Regions from separate parts of the Mus musculus genome. Here region 2 is linked to region 1. Evidence: chromatin contacts called from public HiChIP or PLAC-seq data. All regions are on one chromosome and are shown on one strand. The core of a region is the stretch at or near the end of the contact, and the rest is flanking DNA. Distances in the headings are between cores, read along the strand shown. Region 1 has its middle 69 kb from the start of Gm33609. Region 2 has its middle 11 kb from the start of Prdm8.

What was found. HiChIP or PLAC-seq counts read pairs in DNA pulled down with a chosen protein or histone mark.
Region 2: a contact with region 1 is called in an H3K4me3 HiChIP or PLAC-seq map of neural tube, with 6 times the contacts expected there. The contact joins two enhancer-like sites. A contact is called at or near these places in 1 of 484 Hi-C or Micro-C datasets (cerebellum) and 9 of 115 datasets of contacts at active chromatin or transcription factors (astrocytes, differentiating embryonic stem cells, embryonic basal ganglia and 6 more).

What each region holds. Positions count from the first base shown.
Region 1 is chr5:97,199,388-97,202,087 of GRCm38.p6, reverse strand. No RefSeq gene overlaps it. Among named protein-coding and RNA genes, the nearest start is that of Gm33609, 69 kb to the right of the region's middle. Within about 2 kb of position 1,272, at least 6 of the 459 cell types and tissues checked have an H3K27ac peak or open chromatin away from gene starts, as enhancers often do. A contact at or near this core is called in neural tube, where this site is marked.
Region 2 is chr5:98,168,730-98,171,429 of GRCm38.p6, reverse strand. It overlaps a transcript of Prdm8 not described here. Among named protein-coding and RNA genes, the nearest start is that of Prdm8, 11 kb to the left of the region's middle. Within about 2 kb of position 1,354, at least 11 of the 459 cell types and tissues checked have an H3K27ac peak or open chromatin away from gene starts, as enhancers often do. A contact at or near this core is called in neural tube, where this site is marked.

The DNA of each region.
Region 1 (2,700 bases), core at 23-2,522:
CAAAATACATTCTATACTGTATTACTCCAAGATTCACTGGGCTCCTAAATTCCTTTCTAGAATGTTCGTGAGTTTAAGACTTCTGTGAACTTAGTTATCTTCTGCATAGATACCAGGAAAATTCCCATGAATAGAACCTCCCCTTGTAACAAAGAACAACTGGCCTCTTCCTGGATACAAAGGCTTTAAATGTTTTCTGATACTGAGCAGAAATGTAGGTGAAAGAGTTAAGCCCAATAGGGAAAAAAAAAAAAGAAGTATCAGCCTTAAAATACAAAGCAAACAGAAAGGATGCTGGCGTGTGGCAGCTCCAATATAGCTAGTCTGTACCATTTAGTGAACATGTCATCCCTATGTGTGGGGAGGAGACAAGTAGTCAATGGGAAGAAAAATTATTGATCTACTAACAACTTTAATACAACCTTGAAATAAATTCTGTCCCAAACCCAGAAGCCTGATTTAGAATAATGCTTAAATTACCGACTTTCAGGCAAAACAAAAATCCTACCCTTAGGCAATTATCAGCAGGATCCTTCATTTGAAGTCTTTCAGGCTGTTCAAGGGAGACCCTGATAGTTGGCCAAAAGGAAACAATATACTGGGAGGCTCAATGTGGGCCAAGCAAAATGAAGCCTCCCAGTATGACAGTATTAAATTATTATGGCGGCTACAGGGGGCACAATTGTTAGTGTTCCCCTCCCATCAATGATCCTGACCCACTCTTCCCTGCAGTGAGTGTTCCTTGTCATACCCAATATTAAAATGCTTTGATAATAATAAGATTGTCAAGATAATAGCAGGAAACTTTCAGTTAGAAACTCAGCTTTCAAAAGCCAGCTGTGTTCAACCTTGATTGATCTTCCTAAGAAGATGTCTTCAAAAAGCCCAAATTTTCCTATGTATGTACAAATCAGAACAAAGCTTCCTCTTTATATAAATATACATGTGCATATCTAAGTACAGGAGTGCTCATATACATAGGGCACTGAGCGCTGGTTCATCCCTGCCCATGAGAATGAATGCTCTAAGGAGGAAAGCCAGAAGACAGTGGCTGTATGAGGAACTGGACAGCCTTCTCCTAACTTTCTCTTTGGGTGTGTGAGCTTTCCTCCCCCCTCACAGCTTTAAGTGGATGCACGAAGAGACAAGGTCTTAAATCAGAGAATGGTCTCCTATGTGGGCATTATTGATGGCACCTTGTTAGACGAAGCAGTTTGGCCTTTTTTTATGTCCTTTCATTCTGGACGACTTTCCAATCAATAGACCCAGTGAGGTGGGGTGTAATGTGGCTTTCAGAATAACACTAGTATTGTCAGCATGTTCAATATCTGTACTTCTTAAGACTGATTCAGAAAACTTTGCTCCTTTGTTCCGATAAAAATAGTGGTTTTCAGGAAATCTACCCTTTGGCTTTCTTTTCTTAGTCAATGCTGTTGGGTGTGCAACGATGGTAGATAAAAAGTGTCTATGGCCTGTGGAAAAAAAAACCAGCAGCTGAATTCTAAAGCCTTGCAGGTGGCTGCTGATAAATACAGTATTGTTATTTGTTGGCGTGAGTCCTCTCACAACACTCTGAATACGGGTCAAAAGGCTTAACAAATTCAGAAGTCAATTTTAAATTATAATCTGCATAGAAGTAAAACCTTAGCCATGCTACCCAAGAGGACTTCTTTCTCTCTCCTTGGTTATAGAAGGATGGACAGAATTTTATTCACCAGTTATATATCCTTTTAGCATGACTGAGCAATAGTTATTTTGGGTAATTTAAGGTTTACAGCCATGGTAGTCACATATTGAAGAAGGAATAACCTCTCTTTAAAATTACCTACTCTATGAGGAGAATTTATGTGTAAACTTGTTACAGTTTGGAAGAAAAGTGTTGTGAAAAGTATTCTGTCATCATCTGGGGCAGCAGAGACTCTTCGGTTCATCTCATTTGGTTTCATTTGCTTGGTTGGCTTTGTCCTCTCACACTCCCTGTCCCTCATCTTTGTGAAGTTAATTAGTGAACACCTACAAATATCTTCAAAGGTATTTTCTTCATAGACTAACTCTGTATGTGAGTTTTATATTCCCCAAGGTCATATGCCATACATTCTTTTCCTAAGGTTGAGCCTCCATCTACTTAATGTGCATGTCTGACTAATTAGATGACGGTGGCTGAAAGGAAGAAAAAATTCTCAGAAGGCTCCAGAACAGGGCCTATCCATGGTCAGTTTTCAGAGTAGTAGAGTCAGAGGAAAGAAACTGTTACATAACCCTGATATGTTTGATTTCTAATTATGATAATAAATTCTTTTTTATTGGATATTTTATTTATTTACATTTCAAATGTTATCCTCTTTGCAGATCCCCACCCCAAAACTCCCTATCCCATCCTACTCTCCTGCCTCTACGAGGGTGTTCCCTCACCCACCTACCCACTACCACTTCCCTGTCCTGGCATTCCCCTACACTGGGACATTGAGCCTTTCCTCTCATTGATGCATGACAAGGCTATCCTCTGCTACATATGTGGCTGAAGCCATGGGCCCATCCATATGTACTCTTTGGTTGGTGGTTTAGTCCCTGGGAGCTCTGGGGGGGGGGCTGATTGGTTGATATTATTGTTCTTCCTATGGGGTTGCAAACCCCTTTAGTCCTTTCTCTAACTCCTCCATTGGGAACCCTGTGCTCAATCCAATGGTTGCAAGCATCCAC
Region 2 (2,700 bases), core at 105-2,604, 970 kb before region 1:
CCATGTGTCAGCATAAGAATTAAGTGTGGTAGAACATTTGGCCTAGACTTAGGAAAAGGCCAGAAGTTAGCCGTCCAAAGCATCTAAATGCTTCTGTCTGACATGCTCAGTGAGTATAAGTTTTGAGTCTTACCTCAACTACTAAATGTTTTCTCCTCTCTAGAAGGAAACAAGATGTAAAGGTTCCTACTGGAATGTGGGGCAGCAGTGTGCTTCAGAGATGTAGAGGAAGTTTTTGGTAGAAAACTGTGACCTTTTTGGAAGCTGCCCCGGCCTTCCAACAAGTTTCTAGGGTCAGGATAAAATATGGAATGCAGGATAAAGGGACTTTGGAACAAGAAGGAGGGCTGGAAGTTTCTTAAAGTGGAAAAATGGAATTTCCATGGTCGGGAAAACAAGGACTATACCTGAAGTAGAAAGAGAGCCAGCATTGAGATTGGTTAGCTTGTCTTAATGCGGTGTGTGTGTGTGTGTGTGTGTGTGTGTGTGTGTGTGTATGACAGTGCTTTAAAACAGCATCTACAGGCAAGGGGTGGGGGTGGGTACACACTTCAGCAGCAGAGGCAAAATACACCTGACTTAAGAAAAGCAAAACTCAGGAAAGATAAAGAGAAGATGAACAGTAAAGGGTATGTGTTAAGGTGAGTTTGTCCTCCAGCAGAGGCTTGCACTGTGTGTATCCCTCAACAACTGAATTTAAATCTCCTTCCAAACAGTGTTGCATTCCCAGATATCCCTTAAACTCCCTTCCAGCTCAAACCCCTTCAAAGTGATAAGCACACCTGGCTCTCCATATTTGTCATTTTCCTCTCTCCTTCAAGATTAGTGTCTGTCCTCTGGCTTTGGCTTCCCCTTTTGTTCCTCACCGATAATAGGATAACCAGCAAGGAAGCCTCGCTCAGCTCAGCAAGACAGACAGGAAAACAGGGCCTCCAACAGCCTTTAAGAGCGCGTCCTTCTGCTTGTCACCCCGGGGTGAGCCCGTGCTGAAGCAGCATCCGCAACCTGGGGTCTTTCATAAACTTCTGGCTCTCGGTGCAGGCTCCACGCAGATCCTGACTAAAAAATGCTGTTAGCAGAAAGGCGAATCAAATCAAATCAGACCAATTCCTTACTGTTTGACCCCAGGGGCAGAGGAGACACTGGTGAGAAGGGAGCCACAACTTGGAAAAAGATTTATTTTTCCTGGCCGTAAATCTCACCCTCTTGTTCCTCTGCCCAACCAAGCATGGTAAAGTCCTTTTCCATAAAGTATTCAGCATTAGAGCCACAAAGCTCCCCCAATCAGCAGCCATCTGCTTCTACCATAACTGCTGCTACCGAACCAGGGAAAGCAGCCGCAGAGAAAGGGCACCGCTGCTAGGCTCCTGGACAAATGAGCCTGAATAGCTCTGGTTTTCCTTGTGTATCTGTATCTATAGAGACAGGAGAAGAAAGGCCGCATTATATTGATACAACAATTGTAAAACAAAACACGGAAGAGCCATCTAAAGGGCAATATCGCATGCATCAGGGGTCCCCAGATAAAAGGGGAGCTAACAGATTTATAGAAACCTTTAATTGGTTTTCAATTGAAAGCTAAAGAGGCTGGAGCGAAGCCGTGAAGAGCCGCAAAGTGCTCTCTCGTTTAGCCCGTCTGGAGGCGTGAACGATTTCGTGGAAGGAGAAAGGGGGCTTGCCTCTTGGGCCTGGGAGCCACGGGCTGATTTTAGATTTTCGCACTCTCTCGATTAGTAGTAAGGGGAGAGAGAAGGAAAGGGCAAAAATCAAAGATAACTTTCTAGCTCCTCGCTGAAGAAATATTTTCAACAGGGGCGTCTCTAAACCTCAAATTCACAAAGAATGGTGAAGCCCGCCCTCACTAGCCGCTCTCCAAGTGCAGACTCAAACTAGGGAAGGGGTCTTTTCAGTACTCAGTCAGGGAGTGGTGCTAGCTCACGTGTTTGAGGCCGGCTAGTGTATTTCGCCCCAGGAAGCCGCTACTCTCCCTCCACCCCCTTTTGCAGTGCCCACCCACAGCAGCCCTGGACGTCGGTCCGTCTGTTCTTAAAGCTAATTTATTGGTCCAACCCTCCATTATCATTTTCAGCTTCCTAATTAATCAAAGATAAAAGGCAATGGCGCAAATTACGATTATGAGGGAACTGGAAGACGGTTTTGAATAAAATAGGAGAACTGGAATATGATTAATTGAACGACATGATAGTGAAATCTCAAGTGCGAGCAACAAGCCCCAAAGGGGCAAACCCTGATTCTTGTAAGGGGACAACGCCTACGTGAGGTCACGTGGGTTGAAGCACAGAAGGAAAAGAACTGGGTTCCAACTCCAGCTCCCAACCTAGCCCAGCGTTCTGTTCCTCCAACTGCTCCCCACCCCCACCGCAGTGCCGCCGTTCCTGTCCAATCTCTGGGCTCCTGGCTAGGGTTACTCCGCAGTAATTAACCTGCACCCCAGTTTCCCGCTTATCTCCCCTCACTTCTTTTCTCCACTCTCACATCCCTTTACTTTTGTCAAGGTTTCGTGAATTCTCGGGAAAGCACGTCCAGTCGGTCAAGAGACCGCTCCTGTAAAGAATAAACTGAGCCCCTGTCCGCCTCTGCTTTTTCAGAGGGAGGGATTAAGGGGCAGACACCGGGCGGGCTCGCAGTTTGCACTTGCTGGTCGCTGTGATTAATGTTTCCGAGGGGATTTACTCTGAG